3 separate regions of the Ovis aries genome follow, and regions 2 and 3 are each linked to region 1. The links are chromatin contacts, called in public Hi-C maps. All regions are on one chromosome and are shown on one strand. Each heading gives the region's core, a stretch centred on a gene start, on an enhancer-like site or on the middle of the called end of the contact. The rest is flanking DNA. Distances are from core to core; before and after follow the strand shown. Region 1 overlaps LOC121820625 (a long non-coding RNA gene). Region 2 holds the start of CD300LG (CD300 molecule like family member g). Region 3 holds the start of SOST (sclerostin).

Region 1 (5,002 bases), core at 940-3,439:
CTCCTGCATCTCCTGTGTCTCCTTCATTGGCAGGCATATTCTTACCCCTGAGCCACCAGGGAAGCCCTTGGGGAGACGTAGGACTGAGCAAAGCACAGAAGCTGCAGAAGCTGCCGAGTTGGGGCAGAAGCAACTCTGGCCTCGAAAGGGTTAAAAACCCACTCTCTGTCCGTGGCTCCGTTCCAAAGGGTCTCCGTTAACACCAGAGGTCTCCTGATATCTCACTCGCTTTAATAGATTTTTTCCATTGACGTCTCAGTTTATTGACTATCATTTCCTTTTCTGCAGGGGAGCTATTTTCTGGGTCACTGATCCAACCAACTTAAAAGGGGTTGCATTGATTAGGTTTTATTGGTGGTGACTTGCACAGAGACTTGCTCCTACCTGCTAAGGGCTCCTTTGTTTCCCCCACCCCACCCCTACCCCCACCGCTTCTGTTGACTTACGGGAGGAACAAAGGTGGATCGCTTAGGTGCTGGGCTTTATGGGGTGATGGAGAACTTCTGGTCACACTGCTTTAAGCTCCCGGCAGCATTGGGATGAAGGCCCTTAAACACACACACACAGAGGAATTAACGTTAGCCAAGCCTGAGCAAAGGTATTTATAGAAGAAAATCCAGAAACTCCTTCACTTTGTTTACTGAGAGTTTACTGAGCTCCCACTGTGTGGAATCATCGTAAAGAACACCGTCCTAGTAACACTGACAGGTTGCGAAACCTTTTTGAGTGTATTATCTCACTTCACGCTCACATCTCTAAAGGATCAGGACAACCAGGTTCTAAAAGAACCTGCCCTGGGACTTCCCTGGTGGTCCAGCAGTTAAGACTGAGCTTCCACTGCAGAGGGCTCAAGTTCAATCCCTGGTCAGGGAACTAAGACCCCACGTGCCATGCAGTGTAACCAAAAAGTAAAAAATAAAGATAAAAGAATCTGCCTTACATCACACAATTAGTTTAGTGGCAAGCTCAGACATGGACACCATCCCTTGTCTGCCTCCAGAGTCTCCATTCTCCTATGCTGAGAGCCCAAGAGGATACCAAGAGGGAGAAGGCAAAATTAATATTGAGTGTTGGTATAGGATTATTTATGTCTGGGCAGCGCACATGCCACTAATCAACACAGAGGGAAGCCGGGCAGGAGCAGGAGCAGAAAGGCTTCCACACCCTCAACTTCCAGGTGAGGAAACAGGAGTCCCAAGGATATAAAATCACGTGCTCAATTCAGACAATGAATTCTTTCATCCTTTCGTTCATGCATTTTCCACACCAAGCGCTCGTATGTGTTCTCACTAGAACTTCCGTGGCAAGCAAGCGCTTGAGTGCAGAGGTGTAGCCAATGCCTATGGGGACATTCATCCATGGAGAGATAGCATCTCTCTGGGCAGCCTTTGATCCTTCTCTCTTCTGGATCACCGATCTAACCCTTTTCCCTACAAGCTTTCCCACCCCTGTGAAGCCTGTGACTGTGTGCAGAGCGGCCTGATTCCGGCCAGCCTCCCAAATCACCAAGTCCTCCCGACCTGGTCTTGGTCGAACATCAGAATGCCCCTTCTGTCCCATGTTTCACCCTCATCTTGGGCCATTTGAGATGCAAGTTGACCTTGTCTGAAAGGACAGTCACTGCCACCCAGAATCCTTCTGAAAACCAAGTGCCAAGGGGTGTAAAACAAGAATTGACTGACACAATTCAACCCAGTGAGCGAGGGGTCGGGAACTTGTACTTGCCCGGGTGAATATTCTTTATTTATTTATTTATTTATTTTTATTTCTTGACCATGCTGCCCACCGTGTGGGAGCTTGGTTCCCCAACCAGGGATGGAACCCACGTCCCCTGCAGTGGAAGTGCACAGTCCTAACCACTAGACCACCAGGGAAGTCCCTGGCTGGGGTGAATACTCTTTAGCATAGGAGGGGTGGCATGGTGAGGAGCCATGTACACATCTGTGTGTTTGCATTTGAGGTCTATGGATTTTGTCCCACTGCCACCCCCCTGCATCCACCAACAGCACCCCACCCCATCCCCACTTGTGTGCTCATTCAGGAAGCTTCTATTCACCCAGCATCTCCTCTGCGGCCACCATTGCCCTGAGATCCGGTGATTCAGGGATGAACAAGACACACAGTCTCTACCCAGGAGAAACTCGTGGCCAAATGTGGGAGAAAAACACATGTGCAAAGAATTATAGCTGTGTGTGGTAAGCACCAGAATCGACATATTTGCAAGGGAGGGGAGACAGAAAAACCTCTCATAAAACACCACGTCTGAACTGAGTTAAGAACAAATCAGGGTTCACCCAGTGGGCTGAGAGTGAAGGAGGATGTTCCAGGCAATAGAGAAACATGCCGGGGCATGGCGTGCTCTTAGAACTAGAAGAGTCAAACTCAAGGGAGGCAGAGATGTAAGCAGGGGCGGAGCTCAGTGGGCGGGGTCTGCTGCTAAAGGCTGAAACTAGGGGACCTCAGTCTAAGGTCTGAAAAGACCAATCTTTCAGGTCCAAGTGTGGGAAACTCCTTCCAAGGGAGGTAGGTTCTTTTCTAGCTCTAGCTGGAATCACCATGTTTCAATCTTCTCCATCCTACCCTCTCTCCTTCAGGGTCCTGCAATGCAAAAATCAGAGTTTGCTCTCTGTGAATGAGAGAATGTAATCATCTGAATTAAATAAGTCAAATCAATTTCTTTTCCTAGGCAGGAAGCTTGGCACACTTCAGAGAGAATTCCAGCAAACCCTCCAGAAATAAATAGAGGGCCCAAGATCCACCCAAATGAGCAGTGGCTACAAAGGGTCAGCCAGTTACCAGAAGCCATTTTCTCTGCATAAATCTGCAGCATTACCATATCTGTGCATTACAAAAACACATAAAGGCTATTTATAGGAGGAATAGCAGTGGGTGTGTGCCAAGTACTCGCACCAGGGAGAGGAGTCCCAGAACCTCCACGTATGGCACACGCTACACATGTGTGGACACATGCCCCTGCTAGGTCCCACATCCAAACTCAAAAGGGAGAAGGAAGTTTCTGGGGCCTGTTTTAAGGTGATGGTCACACATACACACATACTTCTCACATACAAGCACAATCACACCCATCCACACTTGCACACACACTACACACTTTCACATATATACTCACACATTTTCTGTGCTCCAGAGAAACAAGACTAGCTTATATGTTAAGGTGCATATGGGCTGGTGAACTCCAGGTCTCATCCAAAACTGGGTCCTTCGCTGCCCAGCAGAGCAATAAGGCTTGGGTGACATCAGCAATGCCGTCCTGTTCCCACAACTAGACTCATGAAAAGTTCACTCTTTTTCCCAGGATGCTTTTGGAGCTATTTTTTGTGCAGTTTATCAGAGTAAAACATATGCCCAGAAACATGCGCAGATCATAAGCGTAGGTTCGATGCCTTTTCACAAAGACCATTCTCAGAACAAGAGGTGGAGCATTTCCTGAACCCCAGATGCCCCCACATGCCTTCTGCCCCAGGAACCACTCTCCTAGCTTCTAAAAGTGTTGCCTGGTTTTGAACTTTTTGTTATACATATATCTACTCTTTTTTAGATCCTATTCCTATATAGGTCATTACAGAGTATTGAGTAGAGTTTCCTGTGCTATACAATAGGTTCTTATTAGTTATCTATTTTATATATAGTAGTGTGTATATCAGAGAAGGCAATGGCAACCCACTCCAGTGTTCTTGCCTGGAGAATCCCAGGGATGGGGGAGCCTGGTGGGCTGCTGTCTATGGGGTTGCACAGAGTCAGACACAACTGAAGGAACTTAGCAGCAGCAGCAGCAGCAGCGTGTATATGTCAATCCTAATCTCCCAATTTATCCCTCTCCCCAACCACTGGTTTTTAACCTTATGTAAATGGAATCAGAAGTTCACTCTGATGTCCGTAATGGCATCCACAGAATGAAAAAATTAATCACATTGATGCCATAGGACAAAAAAAAAAAAAAAAGATTAGGAATCAGAAGTGTAAAGTAGCATTTGTCATGCCTTTTAGATAAAGGATGACCAAGGGCTTTGAAGGGTAAAAATGCACTCCATGGATGCAAGGAGTCCTCTGATTCATCAGGTGAAACTAGCCACCCAGACTGACGCCAGACTTCTTGCTGCTAGAGGTGGGCCCTGGGCTTTCCTGGTGGTCCAGTGGTTCAGAATCCACCTGCCGATGCAGAGGATACAAGCTTGATCCCTGGTCTGGAGAGATTCCACATGTCATGGGGCAATTAAACACATGCACCGCAACTACTGAGCCTGTGCACCTAGAACCCATGCTCTGCAACAGGAAAAGCCACCGCAACAGGAAGCCCAAGCACAGTGCCTAGAGAGTTGCTCATGGAAACTAGAGGAAGTCCTCGAGTAATATCAAAGACCCAGCACAGCCAAAAACAAACAAATACTATTTTTAAGCAAAAACAAGGGGGCCCTGGAAAAGACACCAGCAGACTCTTCCTTCCTTGAACATTTTTCAAAGTGGATTTAAGACCATCCCTTTGAATGTGAACTCAGATCTGGGTCAGAGTTTCAGCTCTGCCACTAACTTCCCGACTCTGGGAAGCCACTTCACTTCTCCACACCTCTGCTATCTCACTGTACAGTGGGGGTGAGAGCAGCAATAGCTGAACTTTCTTGAGCACTTGCTATGTGCCAGGCCCTGCTCCAACTCACTCCCTCCTCTAGACAAGGGCTCAGCAAACTACAGCCTGGCCAAACCCAGTACCCACTCCCACCTGTCTGTGTACAGCTCACAAGCTAAGAACTATCCTCACATTTTTAAGTGGTTAAGCAAAAAAATGATATTTTGTGGCACACGAAAATCATAAGATACTTAAATTTCAGTGTTGCTAAGTAAAGTTTTATTGGAACACAGACATACACATTCATTTAGATCTATGACTGCTTCCAGAGTAGCTGTGACACAGACCTTATGGTCCACGAAGCTTGAAGTATTTACTATCTGCCTTTCTCAGAGAAGGCGATGGCACCCCACTCCA
Region 2 (5,002 bases), core at 1,857-4,356, 240 kb before region 1:
CTGTCCATGAGATTCTCCAGGCAAGAATACTGGAGTGGGTGGCCATGCCCTCCTCCTCTAGGGGAACTTCCCGACCCAGGGGTCGAACTGACATCTCTTATGTCTCCTGCATTGGCAGGCAGGTCCTTTACCACTAACGCCACCTGAGAAGTGTAGTTTGTATACAACCCCCCAAGAGCCAGTCCTTCCAGCTGGGAATCCAGTTGGGTAAGAAAAAATCATTTTGTTTGGTTCCATGTTTTCATGCTTGGCATAGGGCCCAGTGCAAAGTGCTCAGGCAAAAGCTGCTGGACTAGGGTGGCTTTCCCTTAAACTGGGCAGGGAGTGAGGTGGGAACTGGGGGCTATGGGGGCCTGCATGTCCAAGGCAACAAGGCTGCTGGCCCCTGCAGTGGCAGATAGGGGGTGGGATGGTGCAGAATCTGCCCTTCGTGAGCAGCTGCGACCCAGAGAAAGGAGTACTGGGTTCTTATTGGCTCAGAGTTTAGTGCTGACCTGAAAGCTGGCTTTGGTCACCTGGGGCTCACCTGGACTTGGAGCTGCTGCTGGGGACAAAACTGGTGTCCTCTGTTGAGGTAGAGTCCAATTGTGTGGCTGGCTGGGAGATCCCTGCAGGAGGAGAGGTTGCTGGGTGAAGAGAGGTCCCTGCATACGGAGAGGTTGCTGGGTGAGAAGAGATCCTTGCAAATGGAGAAGCTCCTGGGTGGAGAGAGGTCCCTGCATACGGAGAGGTTGCTGGGTGAGGAGAGATCCTTGCAAATGGAGAAGCTGCTGGGTGAGGAGAGATCCTTGCAAATGGAGAAGCTGCTGGGTGGAGAGAGGTCCCTGCATACGGAGAAGCTGCTGGGTGAGGAGAGATCCTTGCAAACGGAGAGGTTGCCGGGTGAGGAGAGGTCCCTGTGTACAGAGAAGCTGCTGTGTGCTTGGACAGGGAGGTCCCTGCGAACGGAGAGGCCTCAGCCTCTGTCTTCCCCAGCTTGGCTGTGGTGACTGTCAGGAGGAGACCAGTAGAAGGTACAAGTCCAAAAGCAATGCCTCAGCACCTTCCCTGATCCTTGATTCCCAGCATCCTCAGACCTCTGGCTCTTGACCCCTGAGCCCTAGTCTCCCTAGGACTAATTTCTCAGAACCTCCCCAGCTACAGGGCACCCCAAACAGAGGTCTCAATGAAATTGTTTTGAGGACTTCCCTGGTGGTCCAGTGGTTAAGAATCTGCCTGTCAGTGCAGGGGACATGGGTTTGATCCCTGGTCCGGAAAGATCGCACATGCCCCGGAGCAGCTAAGCCCTTAAGCCACAACTACTGGGCCCACACGCCTGTGCTCCACAACAAGGGAAGCCACCGCAGTAAGTGTCGTCAGAAGCCCGTGCACTGCAACAAAATGTAGCCCTTGCTCACTGCAACTAGAGAAAGCGCTAAAGACCCAGCATAGCCAAAAAAAAGAAAGAAAGAAACTGTATTGAACAAGCAGGTCACACCTCAGGAACACCCCTCTTGTGTTGCAGTCTGTTCTCTATTGTGAAGTGAAGTGAAGTCGCTCAGTCGTGTCCGACTCTTTGCAACCCCGTGAACTGTAGCCCACCGGGCTCCTCCATCTTTGGGATTCTCTAGGCAAGAATACTGGAGTGGGTTGCTATTTCCTTCTCCAGGGGAACTTCCCGACCCAGGGATTGAACCCACGTCTCCGGCATTGCAGGCAGACGCTTTAACCTCTGAGCCACCAGGGAAGTCCTCTGTTGGGAGGTGCAATTCCCCTGCCCCCAACTCCATGACCCTGAATCCCTCCCAGGGAAGGAGGGATGTGTGTTACCTGGAAAGACAAGCAGAGAGACTGACATAGTCTTATCGAAGCCCAGTTTTTTGACCCCACACCAGTACTTCCCCGTGTCCTTCAGGGTGAGGTTCCTCAGGATGACCGTGAACCTGTTCTCCCGCGGGTTGTCGTGGACCGACACCCTTCCCTCCTGGCCGTATTCTCCAGAGAAGACAGTCCCAGTGCAGCGGGAGATGAAGAGCCCGGCCTCGCGGCACCAGTATTTCTGGTGCTTCTTTAGCTCCTCCCCGTAGGTGCATTGCAGGGACACAGTGTCACCTTCGAAGCCACTGATCTCCTTTGGGTCCACCACCGATCCGTAACCTGAAACCACAGCACATGAGAAGACGGGAATTCCCTGATTTGAGCTCCAAGGTCAAGACCAGAAGGTGTTCCTCAGTCACTCCCTTCTTGGGGCAACCCTGGTAAGAGCTGGTATTCCACTCTGCCACCGAGGGACCTTGGGGCAGGGCTGTTAGTGTTTCCCTAAACCTGGTGTATTGAAGGCTAGTGATGGGGAAACTCTAGATTTAGACAGCCGGGAGTTTGAATCCCAGCACAGCTGCTTAGTAGCTGTGTGATCCTGGGAAAACTGCTTGACCCCTCTAAGTTTCTCTAAGTTCCCAAGTTTTCTATTACCTATAGATAACATGTCCTATGTCACTGAATTAAGATGTTATCATATGTAAGAGCTGCCATGATTTCACATAACATTAAAAAAAAGTCAATGGGACTGACATCAGTTATAAGATACATCCTAAATTTTATGTTTAAAAATTTAAAAAAAAGCAGGCTTGTGAATTGATGAAATGTAATAATTCTTCATCTCTCAGGGTTGTTGTGAGCGCTGCAGCAGAAGTTCAAGAAATATTTGCTGAGTTTAGTATAAGGGGTGTCTTCTCAGCTCCCTGGCTGGCACCGAGTCAGGAAATGAAGACAAAAGAGGCAAAGCTTCGCTCACAGCCATTTAGCCATGAGGGGTCCAGGACCCTCAGGTCTGGGGGGAGACCTGGCTCTCGGTTCCACGAACAGCAAGTGGCCCCTCTGAGGGTTGAGCACGAGGAGTAGGGTGGGGCGAAGCCTGGATGGATCAGGCGGCGGGGCTGCGTCACAGCCCCAGCGAATGTAGATTCAGGAGGTCCCTCTAGCAGACACAGGGGGCGAGCTTGGGGATGAGCCCCACATCCCTCCACCCTCGTCCCCATCTCACCTGGGAGCACGAGGCAGCCCCATAGCATGAGGAGGGGCCGCATGGTGAGCGCCGGGCCACTCGGGAGCGCACAGCTGGGCAACTGGGAGCTCCTCTTTTGGCTACACGGGGCTTTAACTTCCTCCAGAAGCAGATGGAGACCAGGAAGGGAGGGGAGGGGCCGTGCGGGTCCTGGAGGCGGAGGAGGCGCCTCCGCTGTTCCCTCTACTGCCCCTCAGCACGCGCAGACCCCACCCTGAAAACCCACGGAGCGCTTCTCCCAAACTCCCGCAGGAGATCCTAACTCCAGAGGGCCTGTGTGTAGAATTCAGGGAGTCCCTGAATCTGGGTGGGAAAATAGTACATCCTTACTTCCACTAACCTTGAAGTAACATTTATCTTTTTCTTAGGAGTCGTGTTTGCCGTGCTGTGCTGCGCTTAGTCGCTCAGTCGTGTCCAACTCTTTGCGACTCCATGGACTGTAGCCCGCCAGGCTCCTCTGTCCATGGGGATTCTGTCGCCAATTAAAAGTCATGACACTAGCACTTCAACTTGTCACCGATAGCGTGAAATACTGTCTGTGCACCTCCCCACTTAGTTATTGGACCTGCCACTACAGTAAGTTATTTAAAGTGCTAATGAAAAAGCATATTTATTATAGCGTTACATAATTATAAATATTTTAATAACCTCTTCAATATTATTGGTTTTCTTTTAAACGTATATTTTGTCTTATACGTTTAAAAGACCATTATTCTCAGACGTGGTGCATAAGCTTCAGCCAGCTGCCCCTTGTCCCCATCACTCCCCGAAGGGCGCAGTATCGCCCTAGGCCACTAGGCGGCGGTGCAGACGGAGGTGAGGGAAGCTGTCCGGCTGGGCGGAGCCGGGTACTTGGAGCCACCTGCAGGCCACGCAGAAAGGCTGGGCTCCCCAGGAGCACTGGGTTCTCTTGGCCTTTTAAAAAGTGAGCTAGAGGTTTCCCACGGTGGAACCGAATCCTTGAAAGGGAACAAAACAAACACACACGCTGGAGGGTGTCCTGGCATATCGTTTTCCCCAAAGAGCTCTGTCGGTTGTTTTTTCTGACTCCAAAGTCATACACGTTCTAAGCAAAATTTTACATAATGCAGAAATGTTAAAAAGAAAAAGAGAGAGAGAGAGAGAGAGAGAAGAATGAGAGTGTTTGTTATTTCCCTCTTTCCTTAGAAAACCACTGTTAATGTTTTAGCATATGTATTTCCATATGTACAGGTGGAACTTTTACCCACTTGCTGGGCTAATACTTGAAGCATCAATTAACTCAGTGGTTCTGGGAAAGGAGATTGTATGTGTGTGTGATTCTGGTGATGTGGGAATTACGTTTTATTTTCTTTTATTTTTCACTGAAGTATAGTTGATTTGGGGTCTTCCCTGGTGGCTCAGTGGTAAAGAATCTGCCTGCCAATGGGTTCTTGGGTTTGGGAAGATCCCCTGAAAAAGGAAATGGCAACTCACTGCAGTACCCTTGCCTGGGAAATTCTGTGGACAGAGGAACCTGGGGGGCTATAGTCCATGGGCTCTCAAAAGAGTTGGACCACAACTTACTGACTAAGCAACAACAAAATAGTTGAATTACAGTGTTGTGTCAATTAGGAGATATGTTTTAATTTCACAACATTGTGGGGGGAGCTGCTGACATTTAATGGGCAGGGACAGGAGTTCAAAAGGGTAAGAATTCTGTTATGGTCTCAGACTACGAAAGGTAATCACAGTTTTAAAAACACAGATCAAAATAATTTTAATTCTAGTGTTTAATAGTGTATCAGCTCTTTTTTGGGGGTGGTCCTTACACAGAATAATTTCTGATCTTGTTTTCCTTAAATCCTAACTCATTTCTTTTAAGCAGGGGCAAGCATCTGACACTTGATTGTGTTATTCCAGTGTCATGGGGCCTCAGCATCAACACTTTGAAAAAAGTGAAGTGAAGTCGCTCATTCGTGTCCAACTCTTTGCAACCCC
Region 3 (5,002 bases), core at 758-3,257, 160 kb before region 1:
TACTTCTGTTTCAAATGATGAAATCCCGAGCCTCGCCATCCTCTGATCACTGGCTCCTCCTTCCGTCTCCAGCAGATGGCAGAAGTGTTACAAGGATGGTCCCCTCAGTCTCCGTTTCCTAGGAATGAGCTGCAGACCCCAACAGCAGGTGGGGCTCCAGCATCAAGTCCCTCCAGTTCAAGGAATCCAGACATCAGAAATGCCCTCTCAGAACTCCAGGGCAAGAAGTCTGGCCACAATAGGGTTAACGGTCCGCATTCCAGAGTCAGGGAAAAGGAGGCTGGAAGGTCACAGACAAGGGGAGAGGGTTCGGAGGGCCCCCTTCTCACAACACGGCCAGCTCTGTTGGGAGAGATAGATCACCCGCAACAATGGCCACAGCTGTTTTCGTCTGCCCTGAAGGAAACTGACTTGGGAAGCAGGTATCAGAGGGGGCCCTTCCTGCAGGGGCTTCTGTCTGGCTTGTAAAACTGTCAGAGCAGCTGCATTTATGTGTTGAGTGATGGATGATGGAAAGGAGGGACAGACGGCCGCAGATGGACACAGTGACTTACAAGTCGAGGCAGGTGGCAGAGTGTGGGGTGTGCAGGTGGGGTGTGCTGATTCATTGCCCAGTGAAAATACCAAATACCACAGTCCACTTCCCAGCCTCCTTCGAGGCCTGGAGCGAGTGTGCCTCCTCAAACAATCCGTCTGCCACGAACGCTTCCGCGGGTGCGCCTTTCTTTTCCTGCACCTCAGGTGTGAATCTTCCTCCCCCTCCCTGGGCCCTCTTTGTTTTCCAGGGTGTGTTTGTGTGCTCAATCACTCAGTCATGTCCAACTCTTTGCAACGTTATGGACTATAGCCTGCCAGGCTCCTCTGTCCATGGGACTCTCCAGGCAAGAATACTGGAGTGGGTTGCCATACCTTTCTCCAGGGGATCTTTCCAACCCAGAGATAGAACCCAGGTCACCAGCATTGTGGGCGACCTGAGCCACCAGGGAAAGGTAGCGATTCCTTCTGAGCTCTCTGTGGCTAGCTGGACCTGGTACTGCTTCACCGAATGCATCCATCCCATGCTCTGCACCAATAAGGTTTTCCACACAGGACTCAAAGCGGGTTTTGAAAAATGTAATGGTCTGGGAAACAAGAAAAAAAAAATGTCAGCACTAAAAATGCTGGCTTCCACTTTTGCTAAGAAAAGGGATTTTGTGCTCTCTACTTCTACCCACAGCATGGCCCGGGAAATAACTGCCCGTGGCACATCAGCCTGCCAAGAAGTGCCTGTCACCAAGCACAAGATCTCCAGGGAGCCTGAGCCGAGGTTTCCTCCTTGTCTCCATCACCAGAGCCTGTTGACCTCTCACCCTGGCCTGGAAACCAGAATCCCTGCCCCCTCGGAAGTAGAAGCCCCTGCTGTGACCCTCCAGATTTCCCTCTTGCCTTCCAGAGGGATGATGACAAGAGGGGCCTTCTTGGTCAGGATAATTGATGCTGAGCCACATGTAGGCCAATGAGAGTTCTTAAAAAGCTGCCTTCTGCCTCTGCCTGGGTCCGTGGGGGCCAATAGACACCATCGTTTTATTTTGGTGGGGTGACAAATGAACTTGGCCTGAGAGGTGGGATCAGCAGGGCTAAGACCTGCAGAGAACTCAGAGCTGTAGTTTGCTTCATTAAGCTAGTGCTGAGTTTGTTTTGAGAAAGCCTGAGGGGCCCAGGGAGGTAGAGATGAGGAGCTGGAGCTCGTTTTGATATCCGAAAACTGCAGCCGCCTGCACGTGGGAGGCGCTGAGAGCAGGCTTGCCTCACACGCCCCCCTCACCATTGGTCACCTGGGAGCACCAGCAGCAATTTGGGAGATTTCTGAGCTCAAGGAGGAGTCTTTGGGGAGGGCTTGCCTGGAGCACACCCCGTTCCCTCCTCCTGGGCTGAGGGAAGCATGGGACCAGCCCTGCCCCAGCCTGTCCTCATTGGCTGGCATGAGGCAGAGGGGGCTTTAAAAAGGCAAACGTGTCCAGGCTGGGGACTGGAGCCTGTGCTACTAGGAAGGCCGAGTGCCCTCCTCCAGCTGGCACTATGCAGCTCTCTCTTGCCCTGTGTCTCGTCTGCCTGCTGGTGCATGCAGCCTTCCGCGTGGTGGAGGGCCAGGGGTGGCAGGCCTTCAAGAATGATGCCACGGAAATCATCCCTGAGCTGGGCGAGTACCCCGAGCCTCTGCCAGAGCAGAACAACAAGACCATGAACCGGGCGGAGAACGGAGGGAGACCTCCCCACCACCCCTTTGAGACCAAAGGTATGTGACGCAGGAGAGTATTTTTAGCATAAGGGTCCTGGGAAGGTTCTCTTTGGGACTGTTACCAGCACCAGTGGACAGACAACTTTGCCAGGAAGCCAGGGAAAGATGCCATGTCAGCTGTATCCTTAGAACTCAAGTGCGAGGGCGTGGGGCTGACAGGGTCCTGGGAGTGAAAGTGCAGAGCAGGAGGGAGGCTGCGGTGGTGGGTGCAGCTCTGGGACAGGCTCAGGGGCTCAGAAAGGAGATTTCAAAGAATCCCCTCCTGAGAAGAGAGGAGTAGGGTCCAACTGCTGACCCCACTGGGGAGGGGACAAGACAAGGGAGCTTCACGTCTGTGAGCACCCGCTAGATGCAGTCGCTACATGGACTATGCCTGGACCGTACCCCAGGGAACTCCCAAGGTCCTCCTCCCAAGGAGGCTTCAGAGATGAAGTGGCTTGTTAAGCCAGCTGAGATTTGAAGCTAGTTTGATCCAATTACAAGACAGCCCTGGAAGGGGACTACATAGGGGATGTCGGAGGCCAAAAGTCACAACGAATCCTGGCAAAGCAGTGAGAAAGGGACGCCAGAGGGGCACCCCTTCAGCCCCCACCACCCATGATCTACCCAGTGAGCTGGCCCTTGAAGGAATGGGCGCTGCAGCTACCTGAGTGGGGGCCCTGGAGGGGAAGCAGCATCCTTGGGGCCGGGCATGGACACAGGTGGCACCCTCTGTCCTGAGTCGCCACCCTAGATCTAGCCTTGCCTCCTTCCTGGGAGGGAGCCTGACCCTAGTGAAAGGGCAGAGACCCCACCTGGGTCCCTGGCTGGGTCTGCACAGAGAAGCCTGAGGGGCAGCATGCGTAGCTGGCTCTGCAGATGGCAGGAATGGCTGGGGGCAGGGGGCCGGAATGATGCTTCAGAGGAAGGCCCTCTGGCCGCAGTCCAGGTGGGAGAGGAGTCCACAGCCCTGGCCCTGGGATCCCATCCTGCCCTGCCTCCCAACCAGCTGGGAATGGGGGCTCTGCAGAGGGCACGCCAGAGGAGCCGTGCCTCTCCCCTGCTCCTGCCCAGGGAAGATCAAGTAAACTCAAGGGATGGGCTGTAAGGAACCCAAGATGTCCACCTCTCTGGGTTCCCATGAATGCCACAGGTGCAGAGGAAGCCACGTGCTCCGGAGTCACCCTGTGCAGAGGAAGCACTTGACCTAGGGGTACTATTCTTGGAAAGCCCCAAGCCTCCTTCCCTGGGCAAACAGGCCGCCCCCACACACCACCCCTGCGGGCCTAGGAGCAGGGGCAAGGGTGCCAAACCAGACCAGAAACAAAAGGCCAGCTGGGGGCGGAAGGTAACCCCCCACACACCCTGCTGCTGTGCTTATTCTACAAGGTAGGGGTGTGGGGGGCTGGCCTTGTCTGTCTCCTCTCTGGTTTTGGTCATAGGACTATTTTTCATCCCTTTGTGTCACATTGAAACTGTCCCTATGAGACCCCTGGGGATGGACAGGTGCTCACATGAGGACCAGCTGTTTAAAAAAGCTCCTACCAGTCTAAGTCCATAGTAGGAGACATGATCAAGGTGTCTTCAGGCATCAAGCCAGACCTTAGAGCCCAATCTTCCCCCGCCCAGGGAGCAGGTCTATGCCACCATTGGGTGTCCACAGAATAGCACAGAAGAGATGAGCCCAGCGCCCAGCACAGTGCCTGGTACACACCAGGTACTTAGTAAGTGTTTGTGGCAACTGAAGCTTTAGGTTTTCAGTCAGATCTTAGCCCCCTGATAGGGAAGGAACGATAGTAAAAGTAGTAAAAGGCAGCCCTTTGGCCCCCCTCACTCCTCCACTCAACATCCCATGGTGCCCAGGCACACAACTTCCACTTTGCGGGAGCCTGGAGGTGCAGGGGCCTCAGAGGCGCAGAGTCAGGAGACCAGCTCTGCCTTTCCGGAAGGAGCTTTTCCTTCTCCGGGCCTCAGTGATAATGAGGGGGTTGGAGGTGCTGCCATCGGCTCCTTTCAAGTCTAAGGACTTCAGTCCCCTCTCCACCTCTCCTTCCATCCCTCTCCTCCTCAGTAGCTGCTCTGATTTATTACCGTCAATTAACCCCTACTCCTTTCTCCATCCCCTCTGCACCCTGTCACTCCTCCCAACCAGCTAGAAAAGGAATTTGGGAGAAGTCAGAGACATTCAGAAGGTGTGGCTAATAACTACCCTGCTGAGGCCAGGGGCCCTGTGGGACAGATGTGACTTAAGTCTGGTGAAGAGGACCCCCTTGGAGAGGAATAATAACTGTAATAGCACCAACACTTCCAGCTCTTACTGTGTTCTAAGCAGCATCCCCTGAATTATATATGTAAAGGATTGGCTCATTGAATCTTCAAGACAACCCATTTTACAGATAGGAAGCACACAGAGGTTAAGCAACTTGTCCAAGGTCACACAGTCATGGAACTGATATTCGAACCGAAGCAGTCACTTGGCTCCAAAGTTTTAGGGTGAGAAGGTGGACCCGTGATCTTTCCACCAGCTCCAGAGTAATTGGGCCCTTCCCATAATAGACCCCCAGGGGCAAAAGCGTCTGGGGAGAGGCAGGTCTGGGGCGGGCAGGGGTGGTTTGGGGGGAGCCGGGCCGGGTGGCCGTCCTCACGCGCGCCTCTCTCCGCAGACGCCTCCGAGTACAGCTGCCGAGAGCTGCACTTCACCCGCTACGTGACCGACGGGCCGTGCCGCAGCGCCAAGCCGGTCAC

What was found. A called contact is a pair of places that touch in the nucleus more often than the background predicts.
Region 2: a Hi-C map of skin fibroblasts shows a contact between it and region 1, with 2.6 times the contacts expected there. The contact joins the promoter of CD300LG here to the enhancer-like site in region 1. A contact is called at or near these places in 2 of 16 Hi-C or Micro-C datasets (retroperitoneal adipose tissue and skin fibroblasts).
Region 3: a contact with region 1 is called in a Hi-C map of skin fibroblasts, with 2.6 times the contacts expected there. The contact joins the promoter of SOST here to the enhancer-like site in region 1. A contact is called at or near these places in 4 of 16 Hi-C or Micro-C datasets (hypothalamus, skin fibroblasts and tail adipose tissue).

The regions. Positions count from the first base shown.
Region 1 is chr11:43,232,213-43,237,214 of ARS-UI_Ramb_v3.0, reverse strand. It overlaps LOC121820625 (a long non-coding RNA gene), which reads right to left. Exons shown (of 3, transcript XR_006061229.2): 2 at 447-548. Among named protein-coding and RNA genes, the nearest start is that of ETV4, 29 kb to the right of the region's middle. Within about 2 kb of position 2,189, at least 2 of the 54 cell types and tissues checked have an H3K27ac peak or open chromatin away from gene starts, as enhancers often do.
Region 2 is chr11:43,476,729-43,481,730 of ARS-UI_Ramb_v3.0, reverse strand. CD300LG (CD300 molecule like family member g) reads right to left here and starts at 3,106. Exons shown (of 6, transcript XM_060394919.1): 1 at 3,023-3,106; 2 at 1,810-2,136; 3 at 527-716. The coding sequence starts at 3,065.
Region 3 is chr11:43,393,472-43,398,473 of ARS-UI_Ramb_v3.0, reverse strand. It overlaps SOST (sclerostin), which reads left to right and starts at 2,007. Exons shown (of 2, transcript XM_015098809.3): 1 at 2,007-2,275; 2 at 4,921-5,002. The coding sequence starts at 2,059. LOC132657351 (a long non-coding RNA gene) reads right to left here. Exons shown (of 2, transcript XR_009595359.1): 2 at 1-1,121.